Linked DNA regions of Sus scrofa: regions 2 and 3 are each linked to region 1. A link is a contact called in public Hi-C and HiChIP or PLAC-seq data. All regions are on one chromosome and are shown on one strand. Each heading gives the region's core, a stretch centred on a gene start, on an enhancer-like site or on the middle of the called end of the contact. The rest is flanking DNA. Distances are from core to core; before and after follow the strand shown.

Evidence for each region. A called contact is a pair of places that touch in the nucleus more often than the background predicts. HiChIP or PLAC-seq counts read pairs in DNA pulled down with a chosen protein or histone mark.
Region 2: a contact with region 1 is called in a Hi-C map of skeletal muscle, with 6 times the contacts expected there. The contact joins two enhancer-like sites. A contact is called at or near these places in 9 of 47 Hi-C or Micro-C datasets (alveolar macrophages, embryonic fibroblasts, fetal heart ventricle and 5 more) and 1 of 2 datasets of contacts at active chromatin or transcription factors (skeletal muscle).
Region 3: an H3K27ac HiChIP or PLAC-seq map of skeletal muscle shows a contact between it and region 1. The contact joins two enhancer-like sites. A contact is called at or near these places in 14 of 47 Hi-C or Micro-C datasets (embryonic fibroblasts, epiblast stem cells, fetal heart ventricle and 6 more) and 1 of 2 datasets of contacts at active chromatin or transcription factors (skeletal muscle).

What each region holds. Positions count from the first base shown.
Region 1 is chr15:82,340,380-82,344,831 of Sscrofa11.1, reverse strand. No RefSeq gene overlaps it. Among named protein-coding and RNA genes, the nearest start is that of MTX2, 280 kb to the right of the region's middle. Within about 2 kb of position 2,416, at least 39 of the 83 cell types and tissues checked have an H3K27ac peak or open chromatin away from gene starts, as enhancers often do. A contact at or near this core is called in fetal skeletal muscle, retroperitoneal adipose tissue, skeletal muscle and 1 more, where this site is marked.
Region 2 is chr15:82,246,929-82,251,380 of Sscrofa11.1, reverse strand. All of the region lies in intron 2 of LOC110257070 (a long non-coding RNA gene), which reads right to left. Among named protein-coding and RNA genes, the nearest start is that of MTX2, 190 kb to the right of the region's middle. Within about 2 kb of position 2,265, at least 12 of the 83 cell types and tissues checked have an H3K27ac peak or open chromatin away from gene starts, as enhancers often do. A contact at or near this core is called in retroperitoneal adipose tissue, skeletal muscle and subcutaneous adipose tissue, where this site is marked.
Region 3 is chr15:82,425,017-82,429,468 of Sscrofa11.1, reverse strand. No RefSeq gene overlaps it. Among named protein-coding and RNA genes, the nearest start is that of MTX2, 370 kb to the right of the region's middle. Within about 2 kb of position 2,503, at least 33 of the 83 cell types and tissues checked have an H3K27ac peak or open chromatin away from gene starts, as enhancers often do. A contact at or near this core is called in fetal skeletal muscle, retroperitoneal adipose tissue, skeletal muscle and 1 more, where this site is marked.

The DNA.
Region 1 (4,452 bases), core at 1,167-3,666:
GTGAACTATGTCCTCAAAGCTCCAGACAGCTGAGGCTGGCCTTGGGAATTGAGGTGGGGGAGGGTTTCAAGAGAAGACCCGTCACGGAAAAGTGAGTACTGGTGCCGAGCAATACAGTGTGTTGGCACCTGTAATTCCTTCATCACCCAGCTCAGCGCTCAATGTTTATTGAATTGAGTCTGTATCAGATTTACAACTGGACTTGGAGCAAACTCGGTCTGGGGTGTTAAAAGACAAGGCATCAAGTGAACTGTCAGTTATCTTTAATTTTACTCTTGCTGTCCTTCTAAATGAATGCCGTTGTCTTAAAAAATTAAGTAGTATTTACCCGTAAGATCACTGCAAAACCTCAGTGAAAGAATTCATGTAAAACAATGAACACAACCAGGGTATAGAGTTCAATAAATACATGTGATGATGATGATAATGACGATGGTGATGGTGATGATGGTGGTGAGGATACATGCCTTCTTCCCTTAGTCAAGGTGTCTGGGCTCAATAATTTAATAGTATAAAGGGACAGCATGAGGTATTTTTGGTAGTGATGGGACACTTCTGTATCTTGATTGCAGTAGCAGTTCATGCATTTATATATGTGATAAAATTACATAAAACTACACACACACAAAGAACTGAGTTCAGGTAAAACAGATGGACTCTAAATAAATTCTGCGGAGTATACCAATGTCAATTTCCTGGTTTTCACATTGTGTTATAGTTATGCAAGATGTTACCATTGGGAGAAACTGGATGAAGGTACAGAGTATTTTTTGCAACTTTTTATGAATTTATAATTATTTAAAAGTAAAAATTTTTAGAAATAAATGTTGGCAAGGACATGCAGAAAAGGGAATCCTTCTTCTCTGTTGGTGGGATACAAACTGGTGCAGCCACTATGGAAAACAGTGTGGAGGAAAAGTAAAAATAAGACTGCTATATGATCCAGCAATTCCACTCTTAGGTATATAGCTGAAAAAACAAGAACAAAAACAGTAACTCAAAAAGATACTTGCACTCCAATGTTCATAGTGACAATATTTACATTTGCCAAGACATGGAAACAACATAAGTGTCCATCAACAGATGAATGGATAAAGAAGACGTAGTGTATACAAACATACACCTACCTATACACACACAATGGAATACTACTCAGTCATAAAAAATGAACTTTTGCTATCTGCAGCAACATTATGCTAAGTGAAATAAGTCCGACAGAGAAAGATAAGTACTGTATAATCATTTACATGTAGAATCTAAAAAATACAACAAATTAGTGGATAAAACCAAGAAGTACACTTACAGGTAAAAAGAATAAACTAGTGGTTGAGGGGGGAGGGGTAATATAGGGTTGGGGAAGTGGAATGTACAAACCCCTGGGTGTAAGACAGGCTCAAGGACATATCGTAGAACACGGGGAATATAGCCAATATCTTGTAAAAACCATAAAGTAACCTTTCAAAATTGTATTAGAAATAAATAAAAGTTTTTTGTTTTTTGTCTTTTTAAGGCTGCACCGGCTGCATATGGAGTTTCCCAGGCTAGGGGTCCAATCGGAGCTGTAGCCACCAGCCTACACCACAGGCACAGCAACGTGGGATCCAAGCCGTGTCTGTGACCTACACCACAGCTCAGGGCAACACCAGACTGAGCCTTAACCCACTGAGCGAGGCCAGGGATCGAACCCATGTCCTCATGGATGCTAGTTGGGTTCATTAACCGCCGAGCCATGACAGGAACTCCAGTAAAATTTTTTTAAAAGGATTCATTTAAAAAGTTTTTGTAACCTCTGAAAGCTTTCATTAAAAATGTAGATGTTTTTATGTTTCCTCATTTATTGAAAAAATTCTTAACAGAAAGATTCTCACCTCTTCCTGGAGATTACTGTCATTAAAATGGAAACTATTTTTGCCCGTAAATGTGGTTCCAAGAGTTTGAGACAGATTTATGCAAATGGCTGATTTGTAATATCACTCATTTTAAAATATTTTACCTTTATATATACATTATAGGTGTTCAGTTTAAAATATTGCTGAGCAGCTGCCAACTTTTAAAGTTATAATAAAATCAAAGTGGCCATTACTAAGAGACCATGCAAAAGCCTACAAACCTGGAAGGCAGCTATGCTCACCATTCTACCACCAATGCAAAAGCCTACAAACCTGCACTAAGAAAATAGATAAAAAGCTCCAGTATGTTCTTAAGGAAAAATTATGCACTTGCCCCGTACCCCCAAATAATATGTTTTAGCTATTCATTATGAGGAATATCTCTTCCTGTGCATCCACAGAAAGATCTAAATTGCTCCTAAAGGAAATTTTATTTTCTGTAAAAAGCGGCTTAACTCGGAATGAAGGGGCTAATTTTTATTTGACCACTAGGTGTCGCTGTTGGTGGTGGCGTGGGCGGTAAGGCGGGGGAGGGGCCGTTGAAAGCCGTCTCAGAGGATTTGGTGGGGGACGGGTTGTGAGTCCCCTCCCCCCAACATAAAATTCTCACATTACTGCCCTTCTCGCTTTCTGTATTCAGAGGGACGACCGTCGAAAGGAAATAGGGAAGCACGAAGATACAGCTCTTGGAGAGTTTCCATACTCAGGGGCCGTCACACCACCAAAGGGGAAAGGGGATTCATATCCAACAAAAATGAACTACTAAAGACCAGTCCGTTTTAATAATTCCCTAACCACACAGCAGGAAAACAGAAAAATGTCAATTACTTCATGTTCCAGGAGGGAAGCATTCCTCACCGCTGTCTGCCCGGTGCTAAAGAAATGAGATGAATAATTTATATCACAAAGCGAAGTGAGGGTCCGCGTGCGTGAAGGGGATTTGAGGAAGGAGCTATCGCGGCCCGTCAGAAACACCGTCCGTGAGACTGCAAACAAAGCCAGTCGGAAAAGCCTTAGGAAGTTGAATGGATTTATTTTCCAGCAACTGTCAGCGAAGTCCGATTTAATTCTGGACTTGACCATAAGAAATGGGAACTTTTTCAAAGCCCGTGCGTGGAAAAGCAAACAATGAAAAAGAGATTTTCCTGGTGTTGTGCTTGGCCCAGACTCCAACGATAGCGGGATGGGTGGTGCCTGACTGGTCTCGGGAGGGGGATCGTCCTCCTCTTCAGAGTCCCCCCCCCCCCCCCCCCATCCCCTGGGCCTGCAGCCAGGCCGCAGGGTCAGAGGCCGGATCCCTGACTGGCGGCTGGCTGGGCTCATTGGCAGAGCTGCAAAGGAAACTGCTGTGTGCCAGTGCTATTTCAAGCAAGCGTCTCTAGCTGGAGCTGTTATTCTTTCACTTTCCGAAGAGGAAAAAATAAAGTTTGAGAAAACCAAGGAGTTGGAGGGGAGAGCCTGGCTGAGGAGTAAAAACCCCTAATGAGCGTCCAGAGGAGAATTTTTTAAAACAGAGGGAGAAGTTGAACCTCATGGCCCCCAACTTTTCATACTTGAAAATATTTCCTTATTCATTTGTTATAAACTAATGCATGAAATGATCATTTCTGTCTTCTGCTTTAGACATTTCTCAGAGCAGGGTTATTGGTTTAGCGTGAACTACATTCACTGGAAGCAAGTTGGTGCAATAATAATTTAATTAATTTTAAAAATGAGCAAAGTAAGAGGAAGGAACTAACATTGAGTGCTAACCATGTGCTAGCTATTACTCTCAGTGCTGTCTCAGTATTGACTCATTTAATCATCAAACCACCCTGTGAAGCAGATACTATTTTATTCCCATGATAGATGAGGAAACTGAGGCAGACGGAGGTCAAGTAGTTTGCCCAAGGTCACAGAGCCTGTAAGTGGCTCCTCGGTCACTCAGCAAGGCAACCACAACATCAGGACCAATACTTGGAGGTCTGACCCGGATCACCCCGTCTCTCCTTATTAAACCTTTTCCCATCTTGTGATTTGTGGAATGTCTCCCCCAAAGTCAAGACACTAACCTCTGAGACCCACACAATGTTTGCACAGTGGGATTTTTCTACTTGATACATTCTGACAAAGTGCTACATCAAAGGATGGATTGCATCCTAGAGTGAGAGGTGTCAGCCCTTGAGTCGTGCTTTTTGTGGATAAAGCTCCAAACACTCCATGAAACAAGCCCTTGACACCTCCCTCTGGACCAGCTTGTGTTCACATAATGCCTAGTCAGGGTACACTAGCTGTGTGAGACCACACATCCTCCTTTCATTGTGATTTACATGAAATTGACGTCCAGAAAGTACAGGTGATGGTACTTTTGTATGAAAACACATCTTTTCTAGGAGGTTTTGCATGCCCATGATGTATATACACTCTAAGATTTTTGCCAAAATAAGTTCCAGCCAATTGTGTAATTATACTCAAAATAGCTGAAGCTGCAAAAAATGGCTTTTGCCACTGAATCAGGGTGGGGAAAAGACAAAGAAAACACAAGTGTGCTCCCTAAAAACCTTGGTGGTGGCACTGATGCTAA
Region 2 (4,452 bases), core at 1,016-3,515, 93 kb after region 1:
CTTGAGAGGCCTTCACTGAACCTCAGAATCTGGTCACTCCCCTTGGTCCAGGCTCCTCCAGTGCCTGCTCTTCTTCCTTGTCCCATTCATGTCACACGAATTACCTGTTCTGCATGAGGACAGAGGATGTAGCTGCATCCCAACACCCCCTGCACAGATATTGATGCCCAGTGAACACTTGGGAATCTTAGTGCCTGTATGTAAAATCAGACAATATTTATTTACACCCACTTCATGTCAGACAGCAGAGTAGATGCTATGGGGACTATAAAAAGATTAACGGGCTTCTGAATTGTTTGACTTTTTATCCCCACATATATTACTGTTGTAATGCTAAAATAAAATAATGTTTAGAAGTCTTTTAACGTTCTAAATCCTGTTTCTTTTGAATATTTGGAAGAAAAAAACAGGATAACTAACTCAGAGGGTCTGCCATGGATACCTGATCACCATGGATATGAACATAAATAATTTGGGGACAAGCCATGGTGTGCTAAGTGGCAGAATGGGGTGTATTAGACATGAACTCACTTCCTGGTTTGATCCTTGGTTCAGCCACAAGTCATTCGTGTGTGTTCAGATGGGCAGCTGGCTGCTCAGAGCCTCAGTTTCCTCATCTGTCACTTGGGGATCTTGACACTATTCCTACTTCACAGGGCAGCTGTGAGGATAAAATGAGATAGATACCCGATGTAAATACTCTGCTACTTAGCAGGTGCAATATTAACGGTGGCACAAAGAAGGAGAGGTGGTCTCTACAGAGACGGGGCAAGGAGGTGACCCTTGCTCTGGGGCCTGCAGGAGGTTTGGTTAACCCCAAGGTCTCTGGAGTCAGACTGCCCAGGGTTCTAATCCTAGAGTGATGGGGAATTTGGGTGACTGACTTCTCAGCAGCCTTATTTTCTTTACCTGTTAAATGGAGAGATTAAAAGTCCCTGCCTTTGGAATGTGATGAGAATTCAGGAAAAAAACTGGTATGTTATCTGTCTTCAGACAGTGGGTCTCCCATCAATGGTGGCTGTTACTCAAATTCTGGCCAGTAAGAGGAAACTGTGCCTGTGCTGAGCACTTTGCAAAATTGGTGAAAAGATAAGGTGCAAAACCACCTTCCAACCAGAGAGAGGCACACACATCATGATACCCTGTGAAAAAAGCACTAGGCTCCTAATAATAGTTCATTGTGGTCACATCGCACAACTGTCTTCTTTTTTTTTGGTCTTTTTGCTATTTCTTTGGGCCGCTTCTGCGGCATATGGAGGTTCCCAGGCTAGGGGTCTAATCGGAGCTGTAGCCACTGGCCTACGCCAGAGCCACAGCAACGCGGATCCGAGCCGCGTCTGCAACCTACACCACAGCTCACGGCAACGCCGGATCGTTAACCCACTGAGCAAGGCCAGGGATCGAACCCGCAACCTCATGGTTCCTAGTCGGATTTGTTAACCACTGCGCCACGACAGGAACTCCCCCACACAACTGTCTTCTAAGGGCTGTCACAGTTACTGAAGCCAAAGGCTTCCTTTCTGGAGCTGGTTGGAAAAGCCTTACAGAGAGCGTTAAAAATTGCTCTCTAACAATTTGGCTTTCCCCACGTCTCCCTACGGTGGACTCTCAGAAACTCCACTAAAACATTCATCATTAAACAAATTATAGTTTTCCATGACAATAGTATCAAAGCTGCAGGCACTATTCACCAGGACACTGAAGATGTGCTTTAGGTTCCGGAAGGAGGGGAAACCAATAGTCTCTGCGATCAAGAACTTGCCTTTGACCTCATCTTAGTTGGAGGGTTTGGGTGCCACTTGATCAGCTTCTTATCTTTCCCATTATATATCCCCATATTAATTAAAGTATGACCTCCTCAGCTACCATGGTTCTCAAACATCTGCATGATGCAGAATGATCCAGAGAGCTTGTGAAAGCCCTGACTGCTGGGTCTTACCCCAGAATTTCTTGCTCAGGAGGTCCGGCATGAGGCACTAGCAATCACATTTTCATCAATTTCCAGGTGAAGTAATGCTGCTGGCTAGAGACACACTTCGAGAACCAGTTACCTGCCCCAACGCACAGGCATTTGGAAAAAGAAATTGTTTAAGGCTGCCTTTCTTTTTAAAAGAATTCCGACAGTAGTAGAGCTACTTTCGGATAAAGTTCAATGCACACAGCTTAGGAAGTTTCTAAAGGGTGGACCTTCTGAGAGGCACTGAGTCAAGAGCTGATCGGTTGCAGCTGCTCTGATGAAATGTCCTATAATCAGCGGCTGCTTGTCTCCGCAGACCTCCCTTAGCACAAAGGGTTCCCAGCCCAGCTGCCTGCTCCCAGCTTCCTGGAGCAGACTGCAGCTGGCCCCACTTCCCTCTGCGAAGGGGACCCGTGGGTGTGGCGAGGATCTGAGCCCAGCGGACTTCCCCCCCCCCCGCCCCCACTTCCTCCCACCTCCTGATGTCAGCTCGCCTTGCCGGCCCTTGAGAGCAACTGCTGGAGGTTTGGTTGTCATGGTAACTGATCCTCCATCCACAGCGTGGTAGAGGAACCCGGGTGGAGGATTGATGGGTGGGCTACACCACTCCCCTTTCCCCAAATGATAAAAATGTTCACCACTGGGAAACCCTTCCTTTGGATTAAGCACTTTTCCATCCAAGAATCCCATCTTACCATGCAAACAGTCCTCAGGAGGAGCAGAGATTCCTTTATCACATGGAGACAGGTACCAGTCTCAGAGGAGAGATTACAGACCTCACCCATGAAGGGATGCTGATTTCAGCACTTTGCCTCCCATACAACTCTTCTGAAGTCCCACTGAGGTACTCTCTGAGGTTGGGGAGGAGACTGACCCTGCCTGCAACAGACTGAGGTTGGGATCAGGAGCTCTCGCTACACATGGCAATGTTTTTAAAACGTTACGACCAAAAGCTGAAGACTAGGAATGGTCACCAAGCAACTTATCAGTCTGCCTGTGGTGGAACTATGGAGAAATGAAGAAATGTCCTTTGCAATTGGAATCCTACTGAACAGCACAATCTGTTGATGTTCCAGGACAAATGCACCTTCATGTTTTTGTATTTTACTTTATATTTTATTTTACTATCATCTATTTTAAGATCTTGAATCAGGTTTTACATAAAAGGACTGAAGCCAGGATGTTTGGGAAATTAACAGATGATATTTAGCAAACATTTTGACGGGTCATAAAGAAACATCTGCAGCGGGTCTGGGACTAAGAGTTGTGTGTTGGGGAAAGGAGGCCTCTCTCCTGCAGCTGCATTAGGTTACTGGGTTGAGGGGAGCTGAGTTCAGAGCAGATGGTGGTGCAATTCAGGGACTTACCAGCAGGGGGAAACCTTTTGCAGTAAACTCTGTCCTTTTTTATAGCTTTGCTCCCTAGCAGCAGACTTCACAGATGATTGGCGTTTTGATTTCCCTAACCCTCTGCTTCCTCCTTCACAGCAGACACTCCCCTCTAGGAAGCTTTCCTCCCAGCTCTTATGAAAATGGACATTTTGATGAGAGGTGCCTCTTGTGGTGAGGATTAAAAGCAAAATCTGAAGAAGGAAGACAGTCAATGAAATTAAATAGATTACAAAGAAGGTTGACTATATACTCACAAAAGTTTAAAGATGGTCTCACTTGATTTTCACGCCTGACCCAAAGAGCATGAGGAATTCCTAGATTGTCTCATAAAAGTCAGAGTCAGTAGTGCACGTGGGCATCAGTGTAACACTGGCCTCCTGGTATTTCATCTCTCAAGGCTCAACTGTATTACTTGACAGACAGCCTGTGTTTGTGTAGAAAGCACCTCGTGTTCTCCCGGCAGTGCATAAATAATCACAATAAATAGTCCACTCATGAGCCAAAACAATTAGCCCTTTTATAAACAATCTTAAAACATCTTGGAAGTAACTAATACAGAAGTAGACCTCAGTGTCCTGCTCTCAAAACCAGGCTCCAGTATTGCCAGCCATTACTATTTAAACATTCTGAATAACGGATTTCTTTGTCACTTGAATAAAATTAGAAGGCTTAGTTCATTACACTCACACTTCACAGTTCTGGAGACACATTTGGGCAATATTCTCATTTTAAACTTGTTATGGATTTTGTATTTGATAGGTGCTTTTTCATTTTTCTTTTAAAGATTTTCTTGCTGGAGTCACTGTCTAGAAAGATTTCGCTGTTCACACTGGCTTTCTTCTGGGCCACATTTCAAAAGCCAGTTCACTCTGGAAGTTTTAAGTCATTTAAGTGGTAGCTGAGGTAGCGGGTCTGTCACACAGGGTAAACAGAGGCACAGAGAAATTTAATAACTTGTCAGAATCCTGGCAAATAACCCAGACAGGATTCAAACCCAAGAGGTGAGGAGCCAAATTCCAAGTATTTAACCACCATGCTATGTAATGTTAATAAGGAAGAATCCTTAGCTGTGTACAAACTCGGCTAGTAAATGGCTCTGTAATT
Region 3 (4,452 bases), core at 1,254-3,753, 85 kb before region 1:
GTATTATTTAAATTGTCCTGGGTGGGCAGAAATTACTTATAAAATTGAACTGTCACTTTATAGTGTAATCAAAATTAATATGCTCTCTTGAATCCCACACTTGGGCATAAATTCCCTCAAGTAAAAATTCCCTGAAGTCCAATGCTGTGAAATTTGGAGGACTAAAATCTGAAGCCGCTTCTCTGTCCCATCTCTTGCAGTAAAAGGCAAAGACTACGAATCATCAGTAACACCCAGGATGAGGGAAGGAGCCTAAAGTCACTTTCTTGTAGTTCTTCAGCTACATTACAGAAATCATTTAAACAAGAGGGGTCAGAAAAAAGAAAAACTGCCTCATTTGCAAATGGAAAACTCTGTAAAAAGAGAAAAAAAAAGGGCTGCCCAAATAGTCTCAGGACATGAATTTTTCTTAAGGGATGGGTACTAGCCTCCAGACGCTCCTTTCAGAACCTAGAGCATCCTGTGCACACAGTAGACTACTAGAGCAGGCACTAAGTTTTGCCCGCGATTAGCACATGACATACAAAAGAACCAAATTGCTCCCTTGAAGTTGAAATCAAAGAGCTCTTGCGGGCAGCCTTAGGAACATCAGAACCCAAGCACACACACGTGTGGTGTGGAGGCAATCCAGAGAGAGGGGCACGCTTCCCAGGGCTTGTTTCAAACAACCACAGAGGACCAAATCCAAATGTGATGTGTTGGAACATGAGACACACGCGCGTGCGGGGATGCCCACGTGCGCACGCGCGCACACACACTTGTGAAAAATACTGCCAAAGTCCCTCAAAGCCAAAGTTTAGAAGAACACGTGCTCTGGATACAGCAACAGTCCTTTCAAAATCACTCCATTTACGGTTCCATTCCTCATCTCTTTGATCACTTTGGCACACGACTTAGGAAATAACAGAGAAAGAGAAATATGAAGCTGGAGACAGAAAATTTGATTATAAAACAAAGCCACCCACCTTGCTTTCAGGGTCAGGAAGTGCAATGGCCTTCTTTTGCAGCAAGAATGAACTTAACACCAGTGTGTTAAATGATCATATATCTATTTAAAAGAGAAGGAAATAGTTCTAAAAAAAAAAAAAAGAAAGAAAAGAAAAAGCTGCAATATCTGTCCTCAGGAAGTCTTAGCCAAAAAAATCAAAATAAAATAAAAGCAGCATACTGTGGTTCTTTGGTACAAGGCAGAAAGCAGAGTCCTCAAGTCACTATTCCCCTGTTTTGAGAAACAAAACAAAAAGCAACAGCAAAAGGTGCAGTTTGGCAGGAGGGGGGCAGTTCCTTAAAACGTATGGAGTCCTCCTGGGCCCCTCCCCATGCCTTCTCTCGGGCGTGGACTGGAGAAGTCGCACCGATCGACACCAGTGTCACCATCGGCTGCTTAAATGCCACAAAAGTACACTTAGAAATGAGAAGAAAGTGACTGACACGGATATGCTGAGCCAGCCCCACTGCCACTAGAACAGCCTTAAATGCCCACACAAGGAGAATAAAAAGAAAAGCACATTTTGCAATAGAATAAATTCTCTCTTTTTTTTTTTAAATTGAGACCGCAGAAAGTCACATGACCCTGCCTGTAGCCTTTTAGGAAAGCAACCGAAATGGTAAAGACGGACGCGGGGGGCTGCCTCCTTCCTGCAGCCGCCTCTCAGCCCGTCCTGCCGCGTGTCCGCATTCTTCTGGGCGCATCTGTGGAGCTATTAAGTGGGATAATCCCTCTGGCCTTTGATACATTTCTGGACATGATTATTTCATTACTCGCAGTATATCAGTAGGATCATAATAAAAAGGACTTCTGACAACCTGCCAAGAGTTTTGTGGCCTTGTAAACACAAAAGTGCTCTAATAAAATTTTATTAAGTGTTAAAAAGTCATAAAAAGTGAAATAACATAAACTACAAAATTTACTGTCCTCAGCAAATGCTGAAAATATCGTCCACAGTAAAATTAAATTAGCATGTAATAGACAGAGAAGCGGTGTGGAGTGGATTTAAAAGAGGATCCAGGGAAAATGACACTGTAACCCAATCTGGGTCACGGGGATTTAATTCGGATTCTTCTCCCTAAATGTGAATAAATGTGCTGATTACAGACAAGAGCTCCGGGGTTACTGGAGTCTCACACATTGTCAATACTTTGGAAGAAATAATATATTGCGGATTGTAATGAGCTGGGGAGACCCAGCGAACGTCGCGGGGAGCAGGCGAGGGGCAGGGCGGCCACTAGGGTGCGCTGCGAGACCGGGAATCCCCGCCCGGGCGCCCCCGCCGCCGCGCCGCCTGAAGCCGCGCGTAGGTCGGGCCCTCACCCTCCTCGAACTCGAATTTATGGTTCTTTCTCCCTCCCCTCCCCCCTTTTTCCCCTTTCCCCCTCTCCTGTGACATTTTCTCCAAATCGGAAAGTGATGTGCAAGCCGAGCTTTGCCGCAGGCGACCCTCGGTCTCCGCTTTCAGACTCGAGGTCTCTGGGTGGGATGCGCTGCCTGCAGCGACGCCGACCCGAGGGACCGGATGGGGCCCCCAGCGCCGCGCCGCGGACCGGACCTCTCCGCCGGCTGAGGCGGAGGAGCGCGCGAGGCCCACGTCCGGCTCCGCCCGAGGCGGCGGGGCGCTCGGAGCTCAGCGGGCCGCCTTCCTCGCCGCGGGTTCAAGGGCATCCCGGGGGCTGGATCCCGCAGCGCTGGGAGCGAGTTCTTCCCGGCTCAGACTCCTCTCCGGAGTCCGGCGCGCCCTGCCGCTCCCGGCACCCCTTCCCTGGCCCGCCTGTCCGCGCTGGGCCGCCGGCCTCCCGCAGGGATCCAGGAGCGCCCTCGCCGGCCCCGGCCCCGGGCCCACGAGTGCGGGCTCCCCCAAGTCCTACGTGGAGGCTCCGCCTGGAAAAGAAGTCCGACTTCCTCTCCACGCTGCTCCAAGTGGAATCTGAAATCGGCAGGAAATTGCTCGAGCACCCAGCCTGCGCCTTTGCAGTCAACCCTCGCTCTGCTGAAGAGAAGCAGCTCCCACCAAAGTCTTGCCTCCCCCTCCCCCCGAATGCCCCGCGCAGGTTTGTAAAGAGGGGTGCGAGGTCTGCAAAGTATTTGTCTTCGAAGGAGAAAAATGTCGGTGCCCAATGAAAGACGGGTGCTTTTTAGCTAGAGCTTACCAGCGGGCCACGTCTGGGTTTGCGGCCCCAAATGGTGTAAACGCTGCTGTACGAGGAGTCGATATCAGGAGTGTCTTAATTAGAATTTAGTGATATAGGAAATAAATGAGCAGTGACACATTTCGTGACATCATTTTTTCCTCAAAGATGCCCAGAGTTTTAAGCTGCATTTAAGAATGACCTACATTTTGCCAGAAAGTAAATCTTTTTAAGTAAACCGCTTGCTAAAGCCCAGAGAGGTAAGTGTAAGCTACCACCCGAGATCCTTTAGTTTTCTGTTGAGGCTTGTGCGGGTGACTAGGGTGAGGATGCCTTATATTTTTAATTTTCCAGATGGCCAGAGCATTTGATGTGTACGTGGTAAGGTAATGTTCAAGGCGAATGGAAGACCCGAGGACCTTTTGATAAGTAATGTTCACTTGACACTTTAGCCTAAAATAACTGTAATTAGTTTAAAGTGGGAATTAGAGCCCCGTGTTTTAGACTTTTTTTGGTCAGAAGCTATATGGGGAAAAGTGTTTTTTAACAATTTTTAAGCAACCCCCTTTACTGTCATTTGCAAAGTATCGAATTTGAAATAGCCTGGCCTGGAACTTGGAGCTAAACAGCAAACAATTTACATGTGATTTGACATTTGCTATTTAAAGGCTTTGAGAGCTAATAACAGAATTAAAAGGAATGGATATAAATAATAAAATTTCTTGTTGACTCTCCGGAGCCTGCCTAGGGGGGAGCGACAGATGACATGGTGGTGACTTTGAGCCATTCCCTGCAGACAGCAGTTGTGAATGTGGTCGGTCAGTGTTCCTTTGAAAAATGAAGGGCAAGTAGGTTTATGGAGCAAATCTAGAAACAAATATTTAACCACACAGGATTTTCGCAAGAGTCGAGACTAAAAGTTTTGTATTTTAAATTTAACAATAAACATTTCTTCATTGATTAATGAAATTCAAAAGGAAACTTTATGCTTGTATTATTTTGTTCTGTGTTCGTACTTCAGACTGAAGTTCATCTGTCCTTCAGGAAAAAATATTTTCATAGCTATTAAAAACATCAAGACTAGTACTTTCAACTTTCTTCAGGTAGCTATAGGATTGCTGTAATTTTTAGTTTCTTAATTTTAAACAAGATTAGCACAGCCCTATTTAAGGAGTTTGGTTTATTCCAAAACTATAAGTGTGGTCTATATAAAATTGTAATATCAAAAGTTTTTGTAAAGAAACTTTTAATGAATATTAAACGTATTTTAAGGGGATTCTCTCACACTATTCCCCCTTCCAAAGAAAAATCAGAGTTTTCCATTTGATA